3 separate regions of the Mus musculus genome follow, and all the other regions are linked to region 1. Evidence: chromatin contacts called from public Hi-C data. All regions are on one chromosome and are shown on one strand. Each heading gives the region's core, a stretch centred on a gene start, on an enhancer-like site or on the middle of the called end of the contact. The rest is flanking DNA. Distances are from core to core; before and after follow the strand shown. Region 1 has its middle 23 kb from the start of Gm32240. Region 2 overlaps Fggy (FGGY carbohydrate kinase domain containing). Region 3 overlaps Fggy (FGGY carbohydrate kinase domain containing).

What was found. A called contact is a pair of places that touch in the nucleus more often than the background predicts.
Region 2: a contact with region 1 is called in a Hi-C map of bone marrow-derived macrophages, with 14 read pairs. The contact joins two enhancer-like sites. A contact is called at or near these places in 1 of 15 datasets of contacts at CTCF or cohesin (the NIH/3T3 cell line), 1 of 484 Hi-C or Micro-C datasets (bone marrow-derived macrophages) and 1 of 9 other capture datasets (embryonic stem cells).
Region 3: a Hi-C map of bone marrow-derived macrophages shows a contact between it and region 1, with 14 read pairs. The contact joins two enhancer-like sites. A contact is called at or near these places in 2 of 15 datasets of contacts at CTCF or cohesin (large pre-B cells and pro-B cells), 3 of 484 Hi-C or Micro-C datasets (the C10 cell line, bone marrow-derived macrophages and embryonic fibroblasts) and 1 of 115 datasets of contacts at active chromatin or transcription factors (acute myeloid leukemia).

Annotation. Positions count from the first base shown.
Region 1 is chr4:95,229,291-95,231,938 of GRCm38.p6, reverse strand. No RefSeq gene overlaps it. Among named protein-coding and RNA genes, the nearest start is that of Gm32240, 23 kb to the right of the region's middle. Within about 2 kb of position 1,313, at least 28 of the 459 cell types and tissues checked have an H3K27ac peak or open chromatin away from gene starts, as enhancers often do. A contact at or near this core is called in acute myeloid leukemia, bone marrow-derived macrophages and pro-B cells, where this site is marked.
Region 2 is chr4:95,895,536-95,898,183 of GRCm38.p6, reverse strand. All of the region lies in intron 14 of Fggy (FGGY carbohydrate kinase domain containing), which reads right to left. Among named protein-coding and RNA genes, the nearest start is that of Hook1, 71 kb to the left of the region's middle. Within about 2 kb of position 1,328, at least 70 of the 459 cell types and tissues checked have an H3K27ac peak or open chromatin away from gene starts, as enhancers often do. A contact at or near this core is called in bone marrow-derived macrophages, where this site is marked.
Region 3 is chr4:95,867,174-95,869,821 of GRCm38.p6, reverse strand. All of the region lies in intron 14 of Fggy (FGGY carbohydrate kinase domain containing), which reads right to left. Among named protein-coding and RNA genes, the nearest start is that of Hook1, 99 kb to the left of the region's middle. Within about 2 kb of position 1,316, at least 11 of the 459 cell types and tissues checked have an H3K27ac peak or open chromatin away from gene starts, as enhancers often do. A contact at or near this core is called in acute myeloid leukemia, bone marrow-derived macrophages and pro-B cells, where this site is marked.

The DNA of each region.
Region 1 (2,648 bases), core at 64-2,563:
GACCCAGGTTCAATTCTCGGTACCTGTGTGGTAGATCACAACTGTCTATCACTAAAATTTCAGGGGATACAATGTCTTTTCTGACCTCTGTGTAACTCTCTTGGTGCGCAGGCTTAGTACAGACAAACACTCATGCATATAAAAAGAAAAATAAATAAATAAATAAATAAATAAATAAATAAATAAATTGTACACATGCATACATACTTACACACACAGACACACAGACACACACACCACGCCCACTGACATGCAGCTTACTAAATAAGATCACACATGGGAGTACAAGGTAACGAATCCTATGTTCACTGGGGTCATATTACTATATTTTTCTTGATTTAATATGGCTGTGTGGACATTTCACTAAGGTCCTCTCCAAAAGTGACTTGTGTGGTGAGGATCTCTAAAGATTTTATTAATAACACCTTCTAATCTAAGACATTTTATCTCTGAAACCAAAGACAAACCTTTATCTAAACTTCATTCCTCATGAGCCCCTAGAGTCTGGGGCAACTGTACCCTATATCACTAAAATGAGACTTCCCATCAAATAGGAGACATTTATCTGATTTGGAAACACAAATAAATGTGTTACTTTTGCATCAAGTTGTCACAAAAATACCCTGCCTATTTCATACTCAGGAGACAAATTTATTTTTAAAGAACCAACAAACAATATATGTTTTGTGAGTCTCAAGTTCCCTGCCACACACAAGGGGATGATAAAACCTACCTCTCTGGTTATATGAGCTAACACACAGAAGGGTCCTGGCATGGAGAACCAGTGTATTTACTAAGCATCCAATTGGTGCCTAGTCAAAGGGTTGGCTCCCTAAAGAGGAAGACCAACGAAACCAGCTCCCATCCATCATCCAGGGGTTCAACTGAGCTGTGCAAAGCAGATGTATAGGTGGACCTGGAAACTGTCAACTCACAGGCAAGAGGCTCACTTGGATGGAAGCTCCAGAAACTGAACATTCCAGATGTCTTTGGGTGGCATGTCTGAAAATGTCGTCCAGTGGAGTTTCTCTGAGGCTAATCTGAGGAGGTGGTGGTAAATTTCTCAGCAAGCCCAGGAGAGAAGATTTGGAAGAACAAGGAACTGAAATGTGTATAGCACAACATAGAGGTGGGTGGGAACGTCTGTCCTCCTGTTTCTCAACATGGGGTCTGAGCCATTGACAAAATTCTCTCCTAGTTCCCTGAGAAGCCACTTGTGTTCCCTTCCTCTTTGCAAGATGCTGACCTCAAGGTCCAACAGGGGTGCTTCCCCTGCCATTTATTTCCCCTGAATTCTATTTAAGTGAGCATCTTCCTGCTAGGAGGAAATTCAAACCACTTCCTCCTGCTACTACTAGAGAGTTTTGAAATAACAGCCCTTCCTAATGTCTACCCAGTTGTGACAAGTCATTATCCTTTGGTGGAAGGTAGTTCCACTGAACTTTGTCCTGGATCCTATGCTCATTCAAGCTATTGAGACTGTCAAGAAAAGCCCAGATCACCTCCCCTTCATCTTTTGTGGCCATCTTGATCTTAGCATCTTCCTGACTGCCAGGAGTCTGCTACCAAGCCAATGGCCACATTCCATATGACTTGTGTTTAGATCTAATCTTTTTCCCCTGGATAGTCGTTCTCACTCTCTTCTTCTTATGACAATGATGACATCATCAGAGTCAGTGCTTGATGGAGACTCGGGTGACCTCAATCTATCAGCAGTGTATGCATCCACAGGGTTGCTCCTCTACTTCCATACCATAATGTGTGGTTATTAGAGGTTGGGCCACACCAGCTCAGGGTCTCAAAAGGTTCCATGTTAATGTTCTTGCTAGTGAGGACTGCATTTTCTACTCAACAGAGCCTAAGTATAAACATCAGTACTTCCTGTTAATTCCACCATTCAAGGTACCTTTGTACTGACTAGGCTCTATGTAAGGTCACAAATATATTAAAAATAAATAACATGGAGAGACAGACAGTAATGCAGGTAATAAAGTGTTTACCTTCAAAGCCTGAAGACTGAAGTTCAATTGCCCAGAACCTACATTTTTTTTAAATGTGTAATTCCACCTCTAAAGAAGCAGAAATAGGGATTCTGCCGAGACTGGTCTACACAGGTGAGAGTGTGGACTGCAGAGGCTAAGAGCTTCTGGGACATGCAGAAGCCACAGAGCCTCTGGGGCAGACCACGTTTCAGGCTCCAGACATCCGGGCACCTTCCCTGCCAGAGGAGAGGAGTCTGCCCCGAATGAGAGGGCTTTGCCACAGCATCTGGGGGAGCCATCTTGGTTCCTGGATCCTGCCGAGACTAGTCTGCACAGGGGAGAATGGGGACTACAGAAGCTACACAGATTCTGGGACAAGCCCTGTTTCAGACCTTCATCTTCTGCCAGGAGGCAGGTCCAAATGCCAAAGATCTGTCCACCTTCCCTGCAAGAGGAGAGCTTGCCTGCAGAGAGTGCTCTAACCACTGAAACTCAGGAGAGAGCTAGTCCTGCAGGTCTGCTGATAGAGGCTAATGGAATCACAAGAGGAACAAGCTCTAACCAGAGACAACTATAATAACTAACTCCAGAGATAACCAGATGGCAAAAGGTAAACGTAAGAATCTTACTAACAGAAACCAAGACCACCCACCATCATCAGAACCC
Region 2 (2,648 bases), core at 79-2,578, 670 kb before region 1:
AGTTCCAGCAGAGAAAGCCTGGTGAAAAGGGGAATAAACAAAGGCTGGGCTGGAGTGACAACCAGGTGTGAGGCAGGATACACCTGGGAGCTCTGGATGAACTTGGTACTTATCCTAAAATCCATGGGAGAAACTGAATGAGGCTGTTTTAAAAGATATGCCTTGTACCAACCCATGGCTTCTCCACTTTGGCAGGGTGAATACTGTAATCTGGGCATGGGTGACAGTGGTTTGCCAGTGAGCTAGCTAGACTCTATGCCTTCCTCTCCTGCTTGCCCTCTTTCCCATTAGTTATTTCATTAGGCAGAAGGCATGGTGATGCAGGGTGCATCCTGCTCAGATGGTTTCCCTGTGGCCAAATTTTTTCATCTGTCTTCAAGGCTCCCTCCCTGTCCTCCCCACAGGGCTCCAGACTCCTTGTTGCCTGCCTGCTGAGAGGCAGCAGCTGTTGGCATGGAGAGCAACTCCCAGCTGTTCACCCAAATTCTCTCACAAGCTTTGCTGAGTGTCAATGCTTTTAATTAGGTAAAATCAGATGGGGGCAGGCGAATAGAGGAGCAAGAGAGGCCTAATTTTAGCTGGAGACAAGAGGACTTTCCCCGAAATACACTGATCTCGAAATACTTAGCTAAGTGCATATGCACACACAGGGAGAGGATTTAAAGAGCCACAGAAGTAAAATTTAAAGGCTAAATGGGACCAGCGCCACCTCTCTGAACAACTGGAGTGAAGAGAAATGAGAACAGGCTGCACCCTCATTCTGGACCAGGCGCTGTGCCAGATGTTTTACGTGTAGCAACTCAGCCTTGTGTGCAACAATACCTTCCTTCTCACGAGAGGATAGTTTGGGGCTCATCATTGCCCTCTACAGATGGGGAAACTGAGGCTCCAGAAGTTTAAACTCTGGTCTCTCTCACTTCCCCTGTCTAATAAGAGGAGAAATAGGACATCAAGCCTTTTATATCCTTAAAGGAATCATGTAGGGATAGACTCTATAGCTGTTCTATGGTTGGCCATTTTTCCAACCTGAAATCCCTCCTGTACATGATATGCTGGAGGAGCAAAGAAACTGTCATGAGCAATTTTCAGGAAGATTCCTGCGTGGGAGAATGCCTTTCTGTCTCACTCCAGCAAACCCCATTGCTGTCTGTAACCAAAGAGGACACACTGCTTGGCTCTGGCATCTGGACTGGGTAACTGTCCTTGGTCTCTCCTTCAAGGTAGAATCTGGACTCCTTCAGAATACAGCCCACCTGGTAGGGATGTGTCACATCTACTTCCTTCAGCTTGGCTCAGGCCTAAGAAGTCTCTTCACTGGGAAGCTCCCAGTGAGGTTTTCCATACACATCTGGAAGCTTTCCACAATGGGCCTTTGAAGCAGCCTGCAGCATTCCGGGAAAGCCTGGCTCACTGAGCGGAGGTTTCAAGAGAAGCCCACATTTATTTTTCTTTCCCGCCTTCTCTGAGGAAACCTCCCCCCAGTGGCTTTGTGGGCATTTGCAAAGCAGCTCTGATTTTTATCTTACTACTTTGGGGGCTCAGCTCTCTCTGAGAAGCGAACAATGACGGCACAGTCCAAGTGTGGCATGGGATAATGGATGAGGATCACTGGATGCTGGGCTCCTTAGGACCCTTTGAGCCCTGCCTGACTCATCTTCACAGTTGAGAAAATGACTTGCTCCATTGCTCAGCACTGGCGACATTTTGCCCACTCAAAGAAAGTATCTAAGGCTGGGCCTTCTGAGCTGACATGAATTAACAGTGACATGCCTTTCGTGGAACAGGAGGAAGCTGAAGAAAATCACTTTCTACAAAGTCTGACTCCTAGTTCAGCAAGTCTGTGGGGCTCCTTCTCAGGGTCAGTCCCTTTCACCTGACCTAAGCGCTGCTCCTTCTATACAACTTAGCTCACACAAGACTCCTTCCTGAGATGTTTTACCACTCTGCCAATTGTGTTAGTTTTTAAGTCCTTAATTTTTCAGTGTCTCCCTACTTTTATTCATAGTGTGATATTTCTGTTTTAAGGGGATATATAGCCTACAAGCCCCTGTAGTAACTACAGACATGTTTCTGCTTTGATTGAACCTCAGTACCAAGCACAGAGCTCAGTTTATCCGTGTGTTCAGTGAATGCCTGGGCATTAATTAGTCCACATGACCAATATTACTCAGTTCCTACTCTGAGTCATACAGCCATGATGAGAACAGACACAGGGCCTACTTCCAGAAGTTTACATTGTAGCAGGGAAATCCGGAAACCCACTAGGAAATGTATACCTTCAAATAAGGGGGGCTAGGGCAACAGTAAAGAAATTCAGTAGCCGGATGTGATGGCGCACACCTTTAATCCCAGCACTTTCCAGGCAGAGGCAGGCAGATCTCTGATTTTGAAGCCAGCCTGGTCTGCAAAATGTTCTAGAACTGCCAGGGATACAGAGAGAAACCCTGTCTCAAAAACCAAAACCACCACCTCCCAAAGAAATACAGCAAAAAGAGACTCCTGATTGCAGCTCCATCACATGGGATCCAGACAACAGGAAAAGCCAGCAAACTCCCAACTACAGACTCTTCTTGAGTTAAAATTAGGTAGAAAACTGAGGTTAATGTGCAAACTTGGACCCAAAAATCTAGAAACAGAAGAATCCAGTC
Region 3 (2,648 bases), core at 67-2,566, 640 kb before region 1:
GACAAGTTTTAAAGTGAAGGTCTTAGTTTATCCTGTCCCTCAAAGAACTGCCTCAGACGCTCACCTGGGCATTTTGGAGTTGGGCTAGAAACAAGGCTACCCAAGGCAACACCTCACCTTTCAGACCTGTAACCTCAAACTTCCCCAAGGCTGAACGGAGGCTCGGAGCAGCAGCTAAAGAGAAATTGGGGTCCCGGTGGAAAGCACAGCATGAAATTCTATTCGTTGTCTGTGTTAGTCATATATGAGACTAGAAGGGGAGTCTGAATTCTCAGGTCCCAGGTCCCACTGCTGCTGAGTTTTACCACCAGGCCATTTGTCTCTGCCACTAGAAAGAAGTGGCTCTAATGAGAAGCTCAGTAACATCTTCATTTGTGACAGTCATAATGGGGGCACACAGAAGATCAGAAGGAGGAAGGAATTCCAACACATACTACAACATAGATGGATCTGGAACACATTGTTATGCTAGAAAGAAGCCAGTCACCCAAAGGCAAATGCTATTTAATGCTGCTTATACAATGTGGTTAGAGCTGTTGAAATTAGGTATATGCTGGTCAGGAGCTGTGGGAGCGGCTATGGAAGGGGCTATGCAGAATTACTGTTTCATGGGTCCAGAGTTTAGGCCCACGTGTTGAAAAGAGTTCTGGAAACTGATGGTGCTGACAGTCGCACAGGATTGTGACTGAGCCCCACTCCGTGAAACAGGAACACTCAGAAAGGGGTAAAGGGTTAAAATGCTGAATGATAGACCATATCCATTTTACCCCAACTAAATAGGAAAAAAAGAGCACAACTCAGACCACCTCCCACAGTGGTTATCTGTATTATTTTCTTCCGCATACAATGTAAAGCACAGCCTTCAATGTCTTTATATTTTTCAAAGTATAAGGGCTTCTAAAGTCCTCCCAGGGTATTTCCGTGGAAAGTAAAAAGTCAGGAAGAAACAGTCAGTTATATAAAGTTTTATATCTGCATGTCTTATATGATTTCTTATATCATATATGGCTTGCTGACCATTGACTTTTTGCCTTAGCTGGTCTCAGCTTGCTGTCTGTAAAGCTCTCTGGAAGGAACCTTCCAGTCCTAACTGGTAACTGTTTTCCAAATACTAATACGAGGTACTCTCTCACGAATTAGCTCATCTGTACTAAGCATTCTTCAGAATGTTTTGGAGCGCTTGGCTATTTCTAAAAACCTGCAGTCAGTACACGTGGAAGATGTCATGGTGGGGTGAGCAGACAGGAGGCACTCAAGTATAGGGGCCCTTGAAAGAGCACTGAGGTGGGGTTAGATGCTCTAAGGATCAGGCCTGGGCTCTGCCACCTGCTTGCCATGTGAATCAGGAAGGAAGGAAGCATTTATTAGGGCTTTCTATGCGAGGAGGTACTTTCACACATATTATCTCATTATTTCACATAACTTTCATAATTTATATACCATTTTCACAATCGTTTCCATACCTAGCTATTGCTTGAATTCATGAGTAAGGGGCTATCTTTCAAAATTCTGCCTAAAACTCCCCTTTCTTGAAAACATGGTTTCATTTGGGGCAGAAATTCTCATAAAAACTCAAGTTTGATTCCAGCTATTTATATTTTTCTATTATACATTGAAGAAAAAATAATCAGGAAAGAAACGACTAGCAAAGAATAAGGTTCTCTGCCCAGCACTATGAAGCACCCTGAGAGCCACATGTGCTTTGCTCACATTCCAGCAATGTCAGTTCTTCCTATTTTACCACCTTCTCTGATGCTCAATGACAGTGCATAGAGTTTAGTAACTGACCCAGGCTGGATCCATCAGCTTTCAAAGCCATGTGCTGGTTACCATTTTCTACCCATCTAGTTTGTGTTTGGGCATAGACTATACAACTATTTACATAGTACTCGCCAAATGTTCAAATCTCATGGATAATAAAACTTCACAATGACTTATGCATATACATATATATGTATATATATGCATATATGGCTAAATAAAGACAAATCAGCAAAGCTATACAGGATTATCCATATCAAGCATGACTGTTTAGAATAACCAAGTATTTAAGAAAAAAAAAAAACGAGTTCAAGGAAGAATACCTAAAGTGGTTGTAATGGCAAATGCCTTTAATCCTAGTACCCAGGAGTCAGTGGCCAGCAGAAATCTGTGAATTCAAGATTACCCTGATCTACAGAGTAGGTTCCAGAATAGCCAGGGCTACACATGGAAATCTAGTTTTAAAAAGAAGAGGAGGAAAAGAACGAGAGGAGGAGGAGGTGGAGCAAGAGGAGGAGGAAGAGTAGGAGGAGGAAAAGAAGGAAGAAGGAAGAAGGAGGAGGAAGAGAGGAGGAGGAGGGAGAAGAGGAAGAAGAGGAGGAGGAGGAAGAGGTGGAGGAGGAAGAAGAATTATTTCTAACATCATCTTGCTTTCTACCTTTCTTAGCTTGTTGAAACTGCATGGACCTACCATGTTCCTGGTAGGCCATGGCATGGTCGGAAGCAGCTTTGCAACCTTGCAGATCTGAGTGCAGCCCTGGTTTTGTAATATTTACTGGTGGTAGCTTCTGGAACGGCACTTAACTATTTTAAACCTCAACTTCTCCTTTGTAAACTGAGAGTTCTATTTACTGTTAAAAGAAGATTAAGTGCATTAGACTCATAAA